Linked DNA regions of Mus musculus: region 2 is linked to region 1. The links are chromatin contacts, called in public promoter capture Hi-C maps. All regions are on one chromosome and are shown on one strand. The core of a region is the stretch at or near the end of the contact, and the rest is flanking DNA. Distances in the headings are between cores, read along the strand shown.

The links. Capture Hi-C pulls out chosen DNA fragments and counts their contacts.
Region 2: a promoter capture Hi-C map of adipose tissue shows a contact between it and region 1. The contact joins the promoter of Slc25a53 here to the promoter of Tmsb15b1 in region 1. A contact is called at or near these places in 2 of 39 promoter capture datasets (the C10 cell line and pre-B cells), 14 of 484 Hi-C or Micro-C datasets (the 63-12 cell line, CD4 T cells, CD8 T cells and 7 more), 7 of 115 datasets of contacts at active chromatin or transcription factors (the 230-238 cell line, effector CD8 T cells, embryonic stem cells and 4 more) and 2 of 9 other capture datasets (adipose tissue and liver).

The regions. Positions count from the first base shown.
Region 1 is chrX:136,975,409-136,979,488 of GRCm38.p6, reverse strand. Tmsb15b1 (thymosin beta 15b1) reads left to right here and starts at 2,615. Exons shown (of 3, transcript NM_001081983.1): 1 at 2,615-2,730; 2 at 3,987-4,080. The coding sequence starts at 3,992. It overlaps Tmsb15l (thymosin beta 15b like), which reads left to right and starts at 2,615. Exons shown (of 4, transcript NM_207267.4): 1 at 2,615-2,730; 2 at 3,987-4,080. The coding sequence starts at 3,992.
Region 2 is chrX:137,036,411-137,040,558 of GRCm38.p6, reverse strand. It overlaps Slc25a53 (solute carrier family 25, member 53), which reads left to right and starts at 2,257. Exons shown (of 7, transcript NM_001082412.2): 1 at 2,257-2,335.

The sequences.
Region 1 (4,080 bases), core at 1,366-3,865:
AGGCGAATGAGAACAGCAGCGAGTTGTGCTTATGTCTAACTTCCAAGAGAAAATATTTTTCACAAAGTTGTGTCACAAACTAGGGAGAAATGATCAGCACTATTCCCCAAAATCTTATGCATAATGCTTAAAGAACATCTATGTATTCTTAACTCAGATCGACCTGTTAACATTTCATCTCATTTGCTATACTATATGAGCATGCATTCTCTATACACAGGGAAACACTTATTGCTAGACAGAAAACTGCATGCTCGCGCGTGCGTGTGTGCACGTGCGCGCGCGCGCACGCACACCCACACACAGACACACACACACACACACCCTACTTTTTTGAGACAGAGTCTCTCTGTGTAGCGATTGCGGTCCTATAACTTACTCTATAGTTCAGGCTGGCAGCCAGGCAGTAGTGGTGCATGCTTTTAATCATAGCACTCGTGAGGCTAAGGCAGGCAGATCACTAAATTCGATTGAGGCTAACCTGGTGTACAGTGTGAGTTCCAGGATACCCAGGACTACAGAGAGAAAATTTCAAAAAACAAAGCATAATAAACAAAGAAAAGATAGACCAGGTTTGTTAGGTGTGCACACTTTCAATGTAACTGAATGCTGCCTAACATTTATGCCTCACACACAGATTTCTACCCTGCCAATCCATGTTCAACAGTTCCTGTTGCTCCACCTGCAGGCCAGCAGCAGGCACTACCTGACATTAGTTTTCCAACCCAGTGCCAGTAAAATGAAGTCTCATGATTTGATTTTCCTGATTGTTAATAATGCTGAGCATATTTACATATGCCAGTTGGACATTAGGATCTCTTCTTTTGTTAATCATGTATTCAAGACATTTTCAGGTTTCTTGTTGAGTTTTGTCAGTTTTTCCAATTAATTATGGGAGTTATTTGTTCTCACTTCAATCCTTTGTGTGTTCTCTTTACAGTGTCTGTGTGTTTCCTGAAGAGCAATCTTCTTTGAATAGATAGCCTTAGTTTTTTCTTTCACATTTACTTCTCTAAATATATTTGGAATTGACTTCACGTGAAATGTGAGGATGGGGGCTGGAGGTGAGAGTGCATTCTTAGCATGTGCAAGGCCCCAGGTTCAACCCTAGCATGTAAACACTATGAGGCTAGATGTTCACTTTCAAATTTTCTAGATAAATATTCAGGTATCCTTATATCATTTGTTGACAAGCCTTTTTCTCCATATTCATTTATAACAAAATACTATCAAATATGGAGCATTTGTATATCCTGAGTCAACTGTCTCACAGTTCTCTATGTCTATGTCTGGGCTATGTTGCCATTGCTTAATGTTGTCTCTTCAATATAATTCCTGGCTCAGGTGGGGAAAGGATGGAGGGAGAGAGTACTGAGATCGGGCGAGGGGCTTCTCTGGGATGAGCTAGAGACCTAGGGCGATGGAAACTCCTGGGAATCTATGAAGGTGACCTTAGCTAAAACTCCTTGCAATGTGGGATATAGAGCCTGAGCTGCCATCTCCTGGAACCAGGTGAGACTTCCAATGGGGAGACTGGGACACCAACCCAGCCACATACCTTTATACCTATAATTTGTCCTGCCTACAAGATGTGCAGGGGGAAAAGATGGAGCCAGTATATGCCCAGGAGTAGGGCCATCTGCTGGAACATGTGTAACCTCTCAGGGACCTCACCTTTCAAGAAAACTGCATCTCTCTTTCCAAACAACTGTCAACTGTCAGTACTTCTCAGCTAGGGGCAGGACTTCTGGTGCTCCTTACACCCCTGGCCACGCTGAGATATGGTCTTATTTTAATTTTGATCAAGTTATGTACCTGTAATCACATCTGTTCAAAAAACACTGTAGTAGTCCAGTGCCTCTAGCTCTTAAAAATCGTTCAGCCCCTCTTCTGGGAAAACCCCTAAGCCTTGTGAGGAGGTAACTGCAGTTTCCATCTTCTGTTTCTTGTGCATCAACCAAAGTTCTAAGTGAAAACTAGTGTCTGTAGATGGCCTTGTGCTTATTCTAAAGTAGTTCTTCTCCTGGTCAATGGCACAAAAAGTCTAAACTGTCACATGAGTACATAGGCAATGTTCAGGAATGCATGGCCCTGAACCACTGACTCTCACGTCTGCATTACGAGCAGAGCAGAGATTAGACAGAGGTTACTGAGCATCTGTTCAAACAGCAACAACAACAACAACAAAAGCAACAACAACAACTGTAACAACAACAACAAGAACAACAAAAGCAACAACAAGAATGCAGGGTACAACTCATTCAGTTTGGCCCCCGATGTCCAGATATTAAAATTTAACTGGGTAAGGTGTAGCTGTTTAATGTGAGGCTTCTAAATCGGCGGAGGAAAGACTGCATTTGTAAAGAAGGAATTGTGAACCCCAGGGCTAAAGCTGTGGAAGAGAAGGGGAACTGACCCTTGCCAATCATTATCTCTTAGGCATCATCAAGCCATGCTATAGGTGGGCTGCAGGTAAACAGAACAGAGACAGCCACCCAGAACACTAGACCTGAGGAGGGGGCGTGTCAAGCCAAGATGTGTCCAATCAGGGACGCCTGTGTAGGGATTACGTTTAGACCTTCTGTTCAATCATAGAGGGGATGGGCGGGATATAGGGGCGGGACCCGTGGCAGAGTTAATCAGTTGGTCACTGCACTCCTGAGCACAGTCCTGATCCAGAGGTAACTGTGGACATAACTGCTGGCCTGAAGGGAGCCTTGGAACCGGCAGGTGAGTATCTCCCCTGGCATTTGCGGGACCAAGCACAGTGGCGACTGCTAGTGCTTGCTCTATCGTCTTTGTGTTTTCAGGCAGACCAAGCTGTCTGCTCACCCGAGTTTACAGATTTCCCTGTTTCTAGCCGGTGCAGAGCATAGTCCTGGTAGTGGTGGTGGTGGTGGTGATGGTGGTGGTGTCCCCACCCTGGGAGGTTCAGAGGGACCAGCAGCTTCGAGGAGTTAGTGAAGGCTGGAAGTAGGGTTTGGTTGGGTGGGAAAGGGACTTTTAGGGTTGTGGTTCTCGCCCCTCTGTCCCGCCCTGTGGTTACAAAGTTGTGAATCCCAGTTTTTCTGGCTTTCAGCATAAAAGAGGGCCTTCGGGTATCCTTGATTGAATGACATTGTGTTTGGCCATGTGGAAGCTTTGAAGATAACGATTCTCCACTATACTTTGGTTAACAGATTGTGTCCTGCCCCACTGGGGTGATACAGAAGATTTCTGCCTTCTGACCTTTGGGGTCTTTTCCTATTGTTCCTTTCCTGATCCACTTGTGAAATTCAGAAGATGCCAGGGATGGCTCCATGTGTACCTTGCTTTCCTACCTAGTAACAGTGAAAACTGTGAAGTAGAACTTAACTCTCTTTGGCTTACTTGACTCTGCTAAAGTTCTGAGTCTCAACCTGTTTATCTTCCCCCCCCCCCCTTACATGTTTATTAAGGCTACAAGAAGATATTGTGTGAGACTTGTATTCGCCTTTCATTCCTACTCTAATGGTTAATATACCAGCTTTCATCATCCTTTAGAAGTCAGTACAGTGTTGTTTGACATTTTTTCTGCATGATGCTCACCACCATTCCCAAATACCCTAAAAGTAACTGCCTAGAAGGTGAAAATGCTCAGATAGTCCCTCACGTCTTCCCTAGTCAAATCTAGCCCTTATTTGCTCTTCTATTCTTATCTGCTAATTTTTGTCATTTCTATTTTGCCTTTGCTGGGAATTTTAAAGTGAGCCACACCCCCACGTCTCCACAGCCAGTTTCTAGAGTATCTTGCTTTCTTGAACATCTTTGTCTGCTGTCATTTACTTTCACCAGAAATGAGCTAATGCATTGCAATCAGAAGACTCTAAGACAAACATGACTTTCTAAGATCCGTTGTTTTGGAAAACAGCATGCAAAACATTCACTGATAGTAAATGAATGTTTTTACTGTGACTCTTAATCTGATCATGGTTCTAGTGGGCAACTTTGTTTTGTCTTTCTTATAGACAAGATGAGCGATAAACCAGACTTGTCAGAAGTTGAAACGTTTGACAAATCAAAGTTGAAGAAAACTAATACTGAAGTAAAAAATACTCTTCC
Region 2 (4,148 bases), core at 1,008-3,507, 61 kb before region 1:
CTGGCTTATAGGTTCAGAGGTTTAGTCCATTATCATCAAGGCAGGAGCATGACATTGCCCAGGTAGGCATGGTGCAGGAGGAGCAGAGAGTTCTAAATCTTCATCTGAAGGCTGCTAGCAAAATACTGGCTTCCAGGCAGCTAGGGTTAGGGTCTTAAAGCCCATGTCCAAGGTGACAGACAAACCTACTCCAACAAAGCCACACCTTCTAATCGTGGGACTCCTTAGGCAGAACATATACAAACCATCACATTCCACTCCCTGGTCCCCATGGGCTTGTTCAAAGCACTCTTAACACTTAACCAGAAAACAGTCTCTGCTGGGCTTTTTTGAGACTTTCTTTGTTAATGCAATTAACATAAATCTCTTTACCTTAGCCTCAGGTAGACTCTTTAGACAAGGGCAAAACCAGCCACATTCTTCACCAAAGTACCACAAAACAGTCTCTAGGCCACATACTGAAAATTTTCTCATCTGAAACATCTTGGGCCAGGTCTGCACAATTCAAATTAGTCTCAGCAACAAAATCTTCCATATTCCTACTAGGATGGCCTATTAAGCCCCATTTAAAGCATTCCACTGCTTTCCAAATCCAAAGTCCCAAAATCCACATTCTTCTAAACAAAAGCATGGTCAGGCCTATTACAGCAATACTCCAGTCTGTGAGCAGACTAATGCAACTATTATAAAGGACAACATTTAATTGGAACTGGCTTACAGGTTCAGAGGTTCAGTCTATTATCAAGGCAGGAGCACGGCAGCATCTAGACAGGCATGGTGCAGGCAGAGCTGAGAGCAGTTCAAGGCCAGCCTGGTCTACAAAGTGAGACAGGACAGCCAGGGCTATACAGAGAAACCCTGTCTCAAAAAAAAAAAAAAGAATTATAATTTCCAGGTCTTAGAGAAATGGCTCATCAGTTAAGAGCTCTTGTTGCTCTTGCAGAAGACCCCGGTTTGGTTCCCAGCACCCACACAGCACCCAAGAAGCCCTTTTCTGGTCTCTCTGGTCAGGAAGCACACAGGTGGTCCAAATGTATATATGCAAGTAAAACACACACAGAAAATACAATCTTTTTTGTTTTTTAATCATGGGGCTGGAGAGAGATCTCAGTGGTTAAAAGTACTGGCTGCTCTTCCAGAAGTCCTGAGTTTGATTCCCAGCACCTACATCGTGCAAACACCCCTTTATCTCATTCCAGGGGATTCAGCACCCTCTTCTAGCCCCTGTGGGCAACAGACACCCACTCAGTGTACAGACATAAATTCAAGCAAGAGACCTAAAATATAAAATGATCTTAAAGGTTAAAAATAAATTTAAAATATTTCTTTTGATATACTGCTTAATTTTGTGCTACAAAATGTTTCTCTTCTCAGTAGCACACTAGCAGTAGGTACTGTTAGTATACTCATTCTACAAAAAGAGAAAACCAATTGAATACCTGATTAATATGTCCACGTTGATAGTGGGTGTGTGGAGAATTCAATCCAGAAACTACACTTCAAAAAGTCCCTAGGGGCCATTGAAATGGCTCTGGGGGTGAGAGCTTGACTACTTGGGTTCAGTCCCCAGATCCCACAAAGTGGTAGCAAAGAATCAATTCCTGAAGAGTGTCTTCAGATCACCACCATGGGCGTCCCTTGGCACCCTCGCCCACAAGCACAATAAAATAGCCGCCGCATTTAAGGTCTGCAGTGAAGTCACACAGGAACCACAAAGATGGGAAAGAGAGGGTATAAAGGGTTTCAGGTTCAAAGTGAACACATCAGAAAGGGCACATCGCACATGGGAGGCAGAGGCAGGCAGATTTCTGAGTTCAAGGTCAGCTTGGTCTACAGAGTGAGTTCCAGGACAGCCGGGGCTACACAGAGAAACCATGTCTCGAAAAACCAACCAAAAAAAGGGGGGGGGGGTTCGGGGCTGGAGTTGGCCCAGCAGGCTTAAATGAGTCACAATAAACTATCACATGGAGAAAATGATTTTCAACTTCAAAATAGTTGGTAACTGAGCCCACCTCGAACAAATGAGATAGGGGCAGGTAAAGAATTTTATCTGCTTTAGCACAAAAGATGCTAAACTGTTGCTGGTTGTATGGAGTTGGCCCGCCAAAGCCCGGCAACTCTGGGGTGTGGGGGAGGGGTGACAAGCCCTGGTTGGAAGTTGGAGCCAGCTGGGGTTGAAGGAGGAACACGCCGCAGCACGGCGTCTTGGGTGGTCCCGGAAAGCTGCCACGAGATTCTGGGGGCGGCGACCTTCGCAGAGGCTTCTGGGATCGGGCCCCGTGTTGCTACTGCCGCTACTGTTGCCGATGCTCCCGGAGGCCATACGGCTGGATAGGTCAGTCCCAGGGAAGAGGACAAGGTGGGATGTCGCGGCGGGGTGTCTCCGGCTCAAGGTTAGAAACCTCCAGCTGCCAAAAGGCTCAAAGAGATGGGAACTGAAGTGAGGAGATTGGGGGCTGGGGGTTGGGTGAGAACGGACCGAACACCCGGCGACTGTTGATGACGCCACAGCAGCGCGTGTCGCTGTTTCCGGTGTGCTGGCCGCTGGGTTTGTTTTGTTTTATTTTAGGTTAGGGATCGGCGAGATACAAGGATGGACCCTAAAAGATGAAGCAAAGATAAGAATTAGGCAAGAAACTGTTGCTGCCCAGTCCTCACACATATAGATCGTGTTCGTATGAAACTGTCTGGGCCCTTCTTTGGTTTCAGATCCATTCTGTGTCTGTTGGGATGGTTGTTTTGTGTTACACCTTAACGAATGGTGCTCTTGCCTTGTTCAGTGGATTCGGTAGTCCGCTGTGAGCTGGGGGGGGGCGGGGGGGGAGTAGGTTTAGTACCCTTCACATTCTAACAACTGTCATTTACATTTGAATTGGAACAGTTAGAGCACAAAGAGTTAGCGACCCAGGAGCTCTGGAGAAAGGGTTGGAGGAGTGCTCTCTTTGATGGGACTGCTTTCACACCTTTTGGATGGATAAATAAATAAATAAATAAAGCCAACTTTTCCTCCAGGCATTTTTTCCTGGGGCTGTTAGCTCCCGGTGCAGCTATTTGGCCCGAGTGAGGAGTGGAGGCGGACTTAATGCCAAGATAGTTTATTGCTGGTGAGAGAATTTGCTATTCAAGAGCAGGACCCCTGTGGGAAAATTAATCTTAACCTGAGGCCAGAATCTACTCCTGCACTAGGATCCAGTTTGTAATCTGGTTAGGATGTCAGAGCACTCTGCATTTGAAATTCTTGTGCTACGTCTTTGTTTTGTAAGCTAAGTCAGTTGACAGCGTGCAGTCCCAAACTCTTCAAAACCTTAAGCAGACTTTTAAAGATTCTGAACGGCCAGAAATCAAGATGTTTTATTAATGAGAGAAGCAAGGGATGAAGCATGCTACTGCTTCTTACATTCTTCCACTCGTTCTGTTTCTCTGAGGGACTTGTTTAGACACAGGCTGCTGGTTCACTTATATGAGTTTTTTTTTCCTTCATTATTATTTTGGGGGGAAGGAAAGCCTCCTAGAATTTAAATTTTTAACAATTTGCAGGAAGCAGCACCTGTCACAGGACTGTCCTTGGAAACCTGTTGAACCAGCATCCCTAGCCAACCTGTGTCTCACAAGTGTATCAGGATAGTGATGAGTGTGGCCCGGTACAATTTCTAGACCACAACTTGAAGCCACGGTGCCAAACATTTGCACACAGTTTGCCACAGAGGTGACATATAACCTTGAAAGTGTTACTGGAGGGCTTCAGTTCTAATTACCAAGTAATGTTTTTGCTGACCAGGATTCAAATGCTCCCTCACATTAACAAGAAAAAGAGTTATGGATACAGGACTGAATTGCGTCACCTTTTCAGTCTGTCTCCACCTTGCCCATAGCAGGGTTACAGATGATAGAAAACACGATGCAGATATCAGGAAGTGTATGCCCATAGGTTGTCTTTTAGACTCAGGTTACAAGAACTGGGTAATGGGTCTTCTACCTACCCTGTACCAAATCCCAGGTACCAGGGCCTTTGGGTTGATCTGTTCCTCCTACCCATGTGGTATTGTGGGAATCCTAATTCCTGGGGACCCATACGAGTGGGGAGCTGTAGGAAGGCCAGACCACTCCCAAATGGATTTTACTTAAATGCGACGTGAAAAAAAATATGT